Regions from separate parts of the Mus musculus genome. Here region 2 is linked to region 1. A link is a contact called in public Hi-C data. All regions are on one chromosome and are shown on one strand. The core of a region is the stretch at or near the end of the contact, and the rest is flanking DNA. Distances in the headings are between cores, read along the strand shown.

The links. A called contact is a pair of places that touch in the nucleus more often than the background predicts.
Region 2: a Hi-C map of the CH12 cell line shows a contact between it and region 1. The contact joins two enhancer-like sites. A contact is called at or near these places in 1 of 39 promoter capture datasets (the HPC-7 cell line), 2 of 484 Hi-C or Micro-C datasets (the CH12 cell line and LSK cells), 3 of 115 datasets of contacts at active chromatin or transcription factors (bone marrow-derived dendritic cells and bone marrow-derived macrophages) and 1 of 9 other capture datasets (pancreatic islet).

What each region holds. Positions count from the first base shown.
Region 1 is chr9:52,169,268-52,175,534 of GRCm38.p6, reverse strand. No RefSeq gene overlaps it. Among named protein-coding and RNA genes, the nearest start is that of Zc3h12c, 23 kb to the right of the region's middle. Within about 2 kb of position 2,849, at least 10 of the 459 cell types and tissues checked have an H3K27ac peak or open chromatin away from gene starts, as enhancers often do. A contact at or near this core is called in the CH12 cell line, the HPC-7 cell line and bone marrow-derived macrophages, where this site is marked.
Region 2 is chr9:52,353,162-52,359,699 of GRCm38.p6, reverse strand. No RefSeq gene overlaps it. Among named protein-coding and RNA genes, the nearest start is that of Gm25562, 65 kb to the right of the region's middle. Within about 2 kb of position 2,944, at least 28 of the 459 cell types and tissues checked have an H3K27ac peak or open chromatin away from gene starts, as enhancers often do. A contact at or near this core is called in the CH12 cell line, the HPC-7 cell line and bone marrow-derived macrophages, where this site is marked.

The sequences.
Region 1 (6,267 bases), core at 1,600-4,099:
ATTTGTTTGCTGGCTGATTGGCATCCTTTTCATTTTCTACCCCTACACACACACACACACACACACACACACACCTCTTCTTCTTTTTCTTCCTCCTCCTTGCCCTCCTCTTCCTCTTTCTTATTCTGCCTGTACTGCCCCAGATATTTCAGTAGTCAACTCCTCCTCTCATTTCCCCACATCTGATGAGTTTTCTGATTTCCCATTCACTTTGGGATTTGAATTTTTTACTTTGACCTCTCTTTTAAAGGCTACAATCCTGAGTCCTAGTTCCTATGGGCGTGTCTTCGCTACCTTCTAACAGATCAAAGAGAAATAAATAGCCACAGGTTGGAATGTTGGGGTGTCCAACTCTCTAACTCGATTGTCACATTCCTAGTACGACAAAAGAATTGAAGACCTTTGGGAGAAAGACAGAGCAGTGGGACTTACATTGTAATACAGAAAGACACTAGCATAGGCAAATAGAATTCTAGGTGATGAGCATTATGAAAAACCACACCGTGTTCAGTCTGCTTGTACCGCTATCTGACCTGCCATGCGGCTTATCTAGAAGCACTCCTTCCAGTCTCTGTCTATGAGAGCACCCCCCAAATGTTTCCCTTAATTAAAGTAGTTCCTTTCTAAAAAAAAAAAAAAAAAAAAAAACCTCATAGACTCTGAGGTTAGAGTTTTAGCAACTAAGTTGTAAGCACTGTGACTAATCCATTAATTCTGTCTGGGAATCTTTAAGCAATCTTGGGATCTCCCCTTCCACATGATCATGGAAATGGAAATCTTTCCCTTGCTGGGAAGCCCCAGACTCCACACGTGCAACTCACAGGGCTTCCTTCACTTCCTCATCCTTGTCACTGAGAACAGTGTCTTTCTTTTTGATTAATATCTATTAATTGTACCGACTAAGTGGATTCATTATGGTATGTTCATACAGGCATAGAATGTGCTTTGATCTTACCAATTTCCTCTCTTGTTAAGGCCTTGCTTGTTCCCACCAGTCTTCTTCTTCCCCCCAAATAGTTCTCCTTCTTGAATCTCTGTCTCCCCCTCCCTACCTCCCCCTCTCCCTCTTCCCCTCCTCCCCCATCTCAGCATACCAGAGAAAAATGTGATGTTTGTCTTTCTAAGTCTGGCTTGTTTTGCTTAACATAATGATCTCATGTTCAACTGATTCTCTACAAATAACACGATTTTGGTCTTCACTGTGAGTGAATTAATACTCCATTGTGTATACAGCATTTTTTTATCCATATCACCTATTGATTGGCACCTACGCTAATTCTGCAGGTACATCAGTATTTCTATAGTGTGCTGATTTCATTTCTTTGGGTGGTGAAATAGCTTTGTCATTTAGTAGTTCTATTTTTAGCTTTTTGAGGAACCTTGATTTCCATTGTGGCTATTCTAATTTGCATTCCCACCAACCATGTGTAAAGTTGGAATTATTTCTATTACTTTAAAAATACCTGACTATTTATGGAATTCAGTAGAAATGTACCAACCAAAAGATACATTATCGATAAAAATTGCCTTTTAAATAGTGTTTTTGAATGGTGAATTTTTTTTTGTTTTTTGTTTTTTGTTTTTTGTTTTTTGTTTTTGTTTGTTTGTTTGTTTTTTCGAGACAGGGTTTCTCTGTATAGTCCTGGCTGTCCTGGAACTCACTTTGTAGACCAGGCTGGCCTTGAACTCAGAAATCCGCCTGCCTCTGCCTCCCCAAATAGTTCTCCTTCTTCTTGAATCTCTGTCTCTCCCTCCCTACCTCCCCTTCTCCCTCTTCCCCTCCTCTCCCATCTCAAACTTGTTTCAGCATACAAGAGAAAAATGTGATGTTTGCCTTTCTAAGTCTGGCTTGTTTTGCTTAACATAATGAGTGCTGGGATTAAAGGTGTGCGCCACCACGCCCAGCTATTGAATGGTGAATTTATACATACAACTTAAAGTTCAAAAACTAAGTACACAGAACAACAAAATCTCTCGTCTACCCTTTCCTTCCAGTTCTTTAGACCTTCTGCCCATACTAACCAGTGTCTCCAGTCTGTTGTGTGTTCATCAGAGCTATCATATGCTTATGTAACCATAGATTTTTTCCCCCCACACAAAAGCTAAGCACTCTCTACCTTCCCTTTTCAGTAAGCAATGTATTTTGAGGTTTATTTTGTAGACATAAAGCAACTCTATTCTTTAACAGCTGCATATAGAATCAATGAATGAGAAGAGTATGTCAATATAAATAGCCTTCCATCAGCATGTATTTAAGCCATCTCTATTTAATTTTTGTTTATTTGTTTTGTTTTTATATTTTCAAATAATACCAGTTAATGATCTTTCAATATGACCCCTTGAGGCTAACTGTTTTCAGCTAGCTTGATTTTGCATATTTACAATTCTAAGTGCTGGTTTCCTTCTCAGAGAGCAGGTGACTGCAGAGGTGCGAAAGACATTTCCATTCCCCTGAAATCCCCACCTGGAGAGAAAAACCTCTCAAAGTTCTGAGCAGTGTACACTGCAGTGGGACTGTAATCCTGTTCTCCGGGAGAGAACAGAGATACTTCCATTGCTCTCAGATCCCCTGTGTTTGCCAGACATGGTAAAAACGGTGCTGCCATTCCAGGCTCAGAAAGCTAGCACATGGCTATGGCTCTGGCTATGGCGTACAGAAAACTTTGCTCCTGTGGATCCTTGGTGGTTTTCCTTGATGGCTTCCCTCAAATGCTGGAGAAACGAGTCAAACAGCTGCTATGGAATCTTGTGGTCACCCATCAGAAAAATGAAGTCCCGGGATTGGTCAGCAGCACGTTATCTCATGTCTTCTAGTTTCCTTCCCTAAGAATGCAGCATTAACAGGCAGCTGTAGCCACACCCCCCGAGACTCACTGGCCAAGAACATACTGTATACCCCTGTGTGTCTTACACAGGACATGTACTTAGTACATAGTTTTCGTGGAGTAATGAGGGTGAATGAAGCTAGGTTTTATTTATAGGTTGTTGGAATTGCAGAATTTCCGAAAGGATATAGAAGCTGCGAACGAAGCCCATCACGTCAGCTAGAGGAAAGGATTGTTTCCTTCCTCAAGAGCTGAAGAGGAAGGCACACTGGAGGAACTACTGATCTCCGTTCAGCTAAGGTAAGAATTTTGACAGGAATGGTAGAGGCATGACGCGAGAGGCAACTCTTGCAACTCCAAGTGTAGTTTCAGGTCCATAAATGATCCATAAGGAAAGTCCCACGGACACTACTAGGAGACCTCTGAGTACAAGTAGTTGCCAGAGTACGTGACAGTTTTTACCCTGAAACTGTTTGAAGCCTCTGGCCTTGTTATGTAAGGTAGAGGGACCAATGGAAATTCTTGATGAAGGCAAGCCACAGTGGGGTGGGACAGGCATCCAAAATTGTATCTTTTATGACTCAAGCTCCAATCTAGGAGTGTGCTAGTCTATCTGAAAGCATACTTTAGGAAGGAGAGTGTCTCTCACAACCATCCTTCCTATCCGTTCTTTCTGAAGAGATCTTCTATTTCAATTCCATCCTGCAATTCCAGGTCCAGACTTGAACTCATAACTAAAATATAGATTCACTCCCCAAAACTGATAGCAAGAAGGGGCCCGACTTGCCGGATGCCCAGGGAAAGTTTACTGCTAGACAAGTAGGGTTTGACCTCCTACCTCACCGAAAGGACAGGTTCAGATTAAATTATGTTTCATTGCAATATTAGAACTTCCTCTATACCTGTGAAAATCTTCCTGTATATGCCTCTCTCCTTACCAGGAAGTACAGCTTGGGGTAAGAGGATGATGTAAATGGGGTCTCAGACAGCCTATTTAACTTAGAGCCATAGAAGCATTTTATTTTTATTAGAAATTTTCTTTCAACACTGTTTTACAAGCAAATGAACAGCCTTACCTGGTTGCTGTATAATGGAGACCATGTTAAGTTTCCATCTTTTTCTTTCATTAGCAGATAAATCTATATACTAAACTATCTCCCACAGATAACACTGTGACACTCTGCACATTTAAAACAGAATAATTCTGGATTTTAGAAGTCGTTCCGTCCCTCCCACCCTTTGCCTTTCCTTCAGGTTTCACACTACACTCACGTGACGGCACACTCCCACTCTCCCACTCTTACCCCACCCCACTGAGTGTATACCCAGATATCCAGGAGGCCTCTGAGGTTTACACTTAACAATTAACGAGTCTCTTCCTCTCCTCTCTTACCTTGCCATTCATATCACTAGTTCAGGTTTGTTCTACCATGTGAGCCTCAGCATTTGCTTCGCATTCCCTTCTGACCATCCAGTGAGTGTAGTCTTGTCTACCTACAATATGAGGTTTTCTAGATGACCTTCTAAAACCTGTCACAGATTCTCCACTGGTTAGTGGGCTACCCAGAGCCAAATAGCCATCTTTACCTCTCTCCTTTCTCTCTTCCATGCCTCCCTCTTCCCCCTTTCTGTTTTCACACAATCTATGATTCTGCTCTTCTTTTCCTCTCTAGCCTTTTTCTTTGAATCTCTGTTCCCCAGATCGCCCTGGCTGTTCATCAATGCTGTCCTTGGACACGATCTTGGTTATCTACAACTCATCAGAATACTATTCACCCGTCACAATCTGCCTCAGATTTCCCTTTGCAAACCCTTTGCTCAGGGTTTTCTTTGGGTGTTCTTATCTCCCCAGCTAAACAGCAATGTGAATATTGGGCGATTATTACATCATATTCTTAAACAGCTCCTAATTCTCGAGTCAAACTGCCTAAAGTGTAGATCCTGCGCTCTTGGTTGTCTGCTCTTGGTTATCTGCTGCCTGTAGTTCTGGTGTTGGTTCTCTCTGCAAAGGGAGGGGGGGTTATGGCAGGTTCTCCTCTACACGGGTTTTGGGGGCATTAAACAAGAAAACTCATGAAAAGAATAGTATTTGGAATTTTATAATCATCCAATAACTAGTAGCTTTTACAGCTGATATTCATCTTATCTCCAAAGTACATAACACAGTGCCCCTGATCTTCAGCTATGCTTAATCCACATTCATTGGGATTTGGCTGAGTCAACTGCAGAATAAGAAGGCTGTCCCGGCACTGCATTAAGAATGGAGAAACCTCCTGGTGTCACTAAAGTCATGTCAGAAGGCTGCTACTTACTGTTGTCTGCCAGCCAAATTCTTTCTAAGTCCCTGCCACTCTCTTAGTCCTGCTCCAGAGATCTGTAGGTTTGGCGGAGTGTACAGGGGCAGCTTTCCCAGAGTATTCTATTCTATCCTTCTTGCCAAAAAAAATCTGACCTGCTGCAGAGAGCAGATTGCTAGTCTTCCTGGGGTCTCCAAAGTGATACTAAAACTGTGGCCCACAGACGCCAACCTCCTGTCTGCAATCTTTATTGAACAGGCCCCCAAATTAGTCTGCCAAAAGTAGAGAATAGGCTAAGTAAGACACTCTGCTTTCTTAGGCTCAGAGTGTCCATGGGCATCATGTGAAGGATGCGTTCAGCTGGGACCTCCTCAATACTTAAAGTGCAAAACAGATGTAACGGGGATAGATGTGCTGCTCCACGGAGCTATGAAGGCGGGTTTCGGTTTTGTAAAACGAAAGAAACCTTAAACTATACAGTTTGAGCTTCAATAAGCATCATGAATACTAGAACATTGAGTAGCCAGGGATCCAGGCTTAAATGATCTACGTCCTATTGAAAACAATTCAGAAAAGCAAGAAACAATTCTAATAAAGGTGAAACGTGTAGCCAAAGGCGTCTTAGGCCAGCCCTGAGACAAACACATAGGGATCTTTCCTCTAACCTAAGTTGTATAAACTTTGAGAACTTCGCTAGTCTGACGATAAACTGGATCCTAATAGTTTGCTCACCTGGCTATGGTGACGATTTCATGAGATAAGTAAACTACTGATGATGGATGGCATAGTGTTCCTCCTGTTTCAGAATTAGATGCAGCCTGCAAGGGCAAGAAGTAAGGCTTTGATTTAACATTTCCATAAGCAGGTGAGTAAGAGGTGGGAGCGTTTCTGAGAAGTTGACCTAGATTGCTCTAGGTGTTGTTCACTTCTCTGAAACGGGAACGCTCAGCGCTCAGGGCTATTCACAGGTGTTCACCTCTGTGCACAGGGCTGCCTGCACCCAACCTAAAGTGATCTGTGTTCATCTCGGGTTTAACCTCAATTCCGACGTTGATTGCCATTTCCAGCAAAGCCGGTTTCCTAGCTGAAGGAAGCCCTTCCCAAAGGGTGAATCCCCTACAGCTTCATTTGTTTAAATTCCTTTA
Region 2 (6,538 bases), core at 1,695-4,194, 180 kb before region 1:
CTGTGGCCATGTGTCTTCATGAGCTGAGGCAATGTTCAATAGCCCAGGGTCAGTCCATTAAAGGAATGTTCACACGCTCTGTTTTCTTTCTTTAACTCAACTTGATGGAACTGAGCACAATTGCCCTGGGGTCATATTTTAAAGATAACCTAACGGCAGAAGGCAGTTAATCTGGTTTCCTAAGCCAAAACCCTGAGCCACTGGCCAATCAGAAAAGTCCTTTGTATCACTTCTAAGCCACCACCACTAAAATCACTGTCACAAAATCAGGAACCGCTTAGATTTGTTTCATTGTGTTCCTCACTTTGGAGATGTAAATCTTTTTATTTGCCTTTGTTGTTTGATTTTTTTTTAAATACTAACATAATTTCAAAGACAAATTATGTAATTAGATGTATCTTTCCATCCCTCTTTCCTTCCTACCCCGTGTCTCCTATGCTCTTGTGGATATTAATTTTCACTTTTTTTAATTTTCATTGTTTGTTTTGCAACTTTATGCAAATAAAGTATATATATTTTTAACCTTTAAAACAGCAAAAAAATCAGATTAGCTGAAGAACTTGAAAAGACTCTTGTTACAGTACCAACTACACCCTAGTTCAGCTGAGCATTTTAGAATTGCAAGCTAGATTTTAAGGAGCAAGTCTTAGAAGTTTAGAGATGATTTAACTATGACCCCGATAGCCATCAAGCTGCCCGCCTGTTGTCTCAGAGCCAAAGGGAACACAGGTGAAAAGGCTCTGAGGCCAGCTCTTTTTTCCCCACTCCCATGAATATGCAAATAGTCTCTCCCAGATCCCTCTACTTCATTTGCATGCAAAATTACTGCCATCCTGGGTAATATTATGCACCATAAAAAGAGCATGGTTCATCCATTGCAAACAGAGGATACATAGAAAACAGAGTCAAATTCCTGAGTCAATAGTTAGGAAGAACACATATATGATGGAAATGACAGTCTTGTTCTCATTGTTTTTCTGTAGTACAAAGTGCATGGGTTGGACTGTTAGAGGCCTCATGTCTGGCTGGAGCTGCGTTAGTCACTCTCCTGGAGGAGTTGGTCAAATGACTTACACTTGCTCCACTCTGACATTCCCTAGTCAGGAACCAGACACTGGATCTCAGGGGCAGGTGACAACCACGGAGGACATCCTCTGCCTTCCTACTTAAGGATAACTTTATATGGAATGCTTGAGAGAGACGCATGCCTAAGAAAACTATGAAATGGGGGCTGGGGAGATAGCTCAATGGTTAAAGCACTTGCCCTCTAGTCATCTGAGGACAGGAGTTGAAGTCCTCTGTACCTATGGAGATTTCAGGTGAGCATAAAGAGCTTACCTGTGATTCCAGTATGTGAAATGCAGAGACAAGATCTCTGGAGCAAGGGATGCAAGCCTGCTTTAGTGAGCTCTGGGTTCAATTGTGAGGCCATGCCTCAGTTTTTATAGTGGAAAACTGTTATCTCAAAAGAGCCAACCATTCCCTCAACCTCCACACACATGTGCCTATACCCATACACACACATACACACACACACACCTGCACACACACATGAGAGTATACATACACACAGACATGCAGACCATATGTACACATACACATGAAATAAAGGAGTTAAAATAATAAAAAAGATGAAAGCATTCAAATATGAAATCAGCAAAATTAGGTTTCAAGAAATTATGTGTGATTAATCTCAATCTCTCTTTAAAACCTACAAAATAAAAGAGATGAAAGGAATATATACAAAATGTATAAATGATTATGACATGCAACTGTTGTCTGATTTGGATCCCATTTATAAAACATGGGAAAAGAATACTTAAAAGCATTTTACTCTGTTCATTATGACATCCTAACGTAAGCAACATCTGTCTCTGCCTCTAGAAGCCACCATGTTTGTCCCTCGATTTCCACTCTGATTCTGTGTGTGTGTTCCAAGGAGAAGCTGGAGCCTCTAAGAAAAATCTGGGGCCTCCAAGGAGAAGCTGGAGCCTGTAAGGAGAAGCTGGAGCCTGTAAGGAAAAGCTGGGGCCTCTAAGGAGAAGCTGGAGGCTCTAAGGAGAAGCTGGGGCCTCTAAGGTACTCTTAGTCACAGACTGTCACTCAGCAAAAGTGTTTTAAATGAGGTGAGACTAGACCTATATATCAATAACAACCAGGACAAAAGAAGTTTATAAAACCATTATCAACTCTTTATTGTTTATTAATGAAGGTTTCATAGTAACATAAGATTGTCTGAAGGCACATAGGGAAATCAAAGAGGTTACTCAGTAAAGCTAGACAGCAAAACACAGACTTTATAGTGTATGTAAAGGAAGACAATATGGCAAAGGGGTAGGAAGTGGGATGTGTGGGTGACCGACACTGAGCAGAGAGCATAGGTAGAATGCAACATTAAGCATCTGTGAGGTATGGCCAGAAATCTGTGTTTATTTCATGAACTGGACAAAACAGATGAGCAGTTTGCCACTATCTATGGTCAGAGGGATTTCTGGGAAGGGTCAGTGAAGAGCAGAGATCCAGGGCTGTCAGTTGCCTTCAGGGTGATCTTGTGTACAAATGGATGAAGCCTAGGATTTACAGCCCAACCGCTTCATCGCAGTTCCATTCATTACTGAGACATGGATGCTTTCTGCCTAGAAGATAAAGGATTCTCTGTCCTCACCCTGAGAATCAGTGGATCCATGTCAAATAAATTCGGCCATTTCCTTTTGCCATTATAAGTCGCTCTGAAGTAAATAAGGCTGATGACTCATAAATTCTGCGCCCTTGCCATAAGGATGTTGCTGCAACAGAGGAGAATTGACAGGAGAAATCTTTAAAGCCTGGTTCAGGTAGGATAAGCCACCTGTCCCCCAGGGCCCTCTATCAGATAGGAAGTGAAAGAATAGGACAAGCTTCGAGGCCCCAAACCACAGTGAGTCAGCTATTAGCAGCTAGATGGTACAGAATTCACCAGGGCCTCTGTGACCAAAGTTCTCAGCCAGACAGCCCTCAAGAGTTCAAATGGTCTTGTTCATATCCTGAAAGAAAACATATTTACATCATGGGGTGAAGGGGGAAAAGGAAGTTAATGTCAAACAATTGTGGTTTGTAGTGTGGACTACGGGAAGACTCTGAAAACAGATAGTGCTGATGGCTATAAACTGTGTTTTAGTAAACTTTAACGGTACACGGAAGATGGCTTAAATGATGGATTTTACCACAAACTAAAAACCATACTTACAAAATTATAATTTTGACAGTGAACTATTGTAAAACAACAAATGAGAAGGTGGCTAAGAAATGCCAGTTGTGCTCTTTCCTGTCTCTCTTTAACTGAAGACGGTGGAGGCTTTTGAACACAGTAGCATTCAGATCAGGGCTTCTAAGAATCACCTCCCGTTAGTCCTGTGACATTAAGACAGTTACACAATTACTCCAGCACTCAATTTCCCCATCTACGGTAAGACAGGTTAAGTGCAATCTGTAATTCATCTTCTGCTTCTATTTCTTCCAATTCCTAGGACGGCCAACTCCTAAACGAGGCGATCCACCCGCACTGCCTGCTACTGCGGATGTGGACGGCAGCCTTCGATTTTACCATTAGTATTAGTGTCGTGTCATGGTTAATGTTGGTGACTACACTCTGACATCACTGTCCGGACACTCACTCGTGTAACAGGCTGCAAGAAAGCCCTCGGGAGAGAAAGCTAAAGAAGAGAAAGCACACATTTAAGTCAACAGGAAATTTATTAAATGTGAATTGTAATTGCAAATTGGTACTAAGGAAAAAGAGTAGAGATCAAGACCCAAAGCATACCATATACTCTGAGGAAGTATACATTCTCACGGGGATATGAAACAAACACAGTAAACATCTCCCTCCCCCCAGCACCCCCTTACACGCCACGTGTGAGAACACAAGCCTTTCCATGAGGGGTGGTCACAGGCACATGCTTGGCCTTCTGTCCTACCTCTCCATTGCAAGCAGATCTTCTTTTCTGAGCCCCAGTGTCCCCATCCACACAGTAGAGATAACAGCATCCTCCTCAGAATGTGTTTGTAAAGGGTATTGAAAAAGTTAGATCCATGTAATGAATCTGGAACAGGACGTGGCACGGGTTAAAACATCTGTCTGTGTGGCCTCCCTGCTGTGAGGAAATGGGCTCAGAAGGTTCAAGCTACCAGAATCTAGCAAGTATGTGACAGGGCCCGCCTGCTCTCCATCCCACACTACAGATGCCTAATTCAGGGCTCTTCTCACTATGCCAAAGCCACCTGTGTGATATCAAAAGTCACATGAGAGCTGAGAACGGCCGCTGAGAGGACAGTAACAAATGTCAGTAGAGTTAGAAAAAATGGTCTTGACTAAGCTTTTAAAACTCAGTAAAAACCATGTGATGCTTTTCAGGCAGTGCTATCGAGAGCTTATGTGACAGACATCTTCTTAAGCACAGTATCTTTGATCTGAGCTAACCTTTATGATAATCATTAGACACCTTTATATTAATCATGTTTTTTGTGCGAGCAAACCAAAACATAGAGTAGCTTTAAAAGTTTATACCACAAAATGATTTTTCTGAGGGGCTGGAAGCATAATGTAATTATATTTAAATTATTTTTATATTTACCCAGGAACTACAATGTCTAAAAACCAATTCAAACAAAAGAAAGCCTTTGTAGGTTAATAAGAAGTGAAGCTGGGGTTTGAATACAGTTCTGGGCACTCTTGGCCAATAAGGAGACCTCATTGACAGCGAGGAAGGATGTGAGTTCTGTATGTATTTGATGGATAATAGCAAAGACTGGGTCTGAACAAAGTAGAGCAAATTCAGGAAGAAGCAGCCCAGCGGGAGGGGGAGGAGAAAGAGAGGTATCAGGCATGTGAGAGTAGGGAAGTCACATGGATGCATACAGAGAGGGCATTAATCAGGCGTGTGAGAGTGGGGAAGGCACATGGATGCATACAGAGAGGGCATTAATCAGGCATGTGAGGGTGGGGAAGGCACATGGATGCATAGAGAGGGCACTAGTTTAAATGTTCAAAAGAGACTACCAAAATCTCTTGATCCCCGTGACTTTTGACCTTTCAAAATAATGTTTCTCTCTTTTTTTATTAATTGGATTTTAACTTCTGTAGCTAACTTTTGCTAGATAATTAATATCCCCAAACGACCCAGGAAAAAGTCACCTACCTTCTCAGAGAAAATGGCTTAACCCTAAATCTAAATGGAATCTGATTCACTATGGAATAGATAATGGTGGTGACCAAAGCCCTCGGTGGCCAGGATCCTTGACATTGACCATTAATAACACACTAAGACCGAAGTTCCCTCAAAGACTACTGAGAACACGTTTATTGAAAGGCTCTCTGGATCTATGAGGTCATCTTTAAAGATAGAAGACCTCTAAGATAAAGGACTCTATCCTTTCAATATCTGAAATTCAAATTCTATTGAATGAGCGATCGAAGCACATTTTGTTGTAGAATACAGAAGACATGTTTATTTAAATGGAAATTATAGCAGAGTTTGATATTTTCCAGGGGACATTGATTAGCCATTCATCTGTAAGTCCCAAGTCATTTTACAACATACTAGAAAAGAAAGCCAAGGCTCTGCCTTGTCCATGATGCTGAGAAGTTAAACTAAGCTGTCCTGGGGGCAGTGGGGCCTCAAGTGTAGGCTGAGCTCTTCAAAGCGCTGAGTTCCAGACTCTACCCTTTATTATTTTTTTCTTGCTCTGGCCTCATCGTTTTGCAGTGACTGCACCAAGAAAAAAATGTAAGCCCAAAACTACAAGAAATTCTATACCTTCCAAAGCTTGATAGATACACAGAGACAAAATAAATAGAAACTTAGGTGGAATTTCCAAGTGCTGTTGATAAAGAGCTGAAAGGGTGAATATGAGCTGCTTTCTGAGGCTAGGAAGCTGATATGTTACTTTTCAGAAAGTTCGGTGGCTACGAGTCATGAACAGAGCACCCCTTTTTACTGATGGATGAATAATGTGGGATTGGGAGAAATAAGTCATACACAAAAGGATGAACGTTCCACACTCTCACTTAAATGCAGAAGCTAAGTAATTGACTTCATAGAAGCAGAGAAAGTAGTGGTTGCAGTTACTTAGAAGGGGAAAGGTATAAAGGTTTGTGATTGACAGAAAAGACAGCAAAAATTATGAATAAAATCAATGAGTAGGAATGTCAGAGTAATGGCAGTTAACAGTTATTTACTGTGCATTTCAAAATAGCTCAAGTACAGGATTTTGAATGTCCTCATCATGAAGAAATGACGGATATTTGAGATGACAGATACACTAACATGCATCAAAACTACACACTAAAAAGGGACTGTAACATATCAGTACATATGGTTATTACATGTTGACTAAAATAATTTTTAAAATCACAGTTCCCTGTAGAGTAGACAAATGGCCTATATAGAATTAGTAGTGCTGATTAAAGTCAGAGATTCGTTGCCCCCTCCTGGGTGTTATGGTCATGGTTGCATCCTCCAACCAGTAACTGGAAATGATTCTGGCAAAGACACAGTCC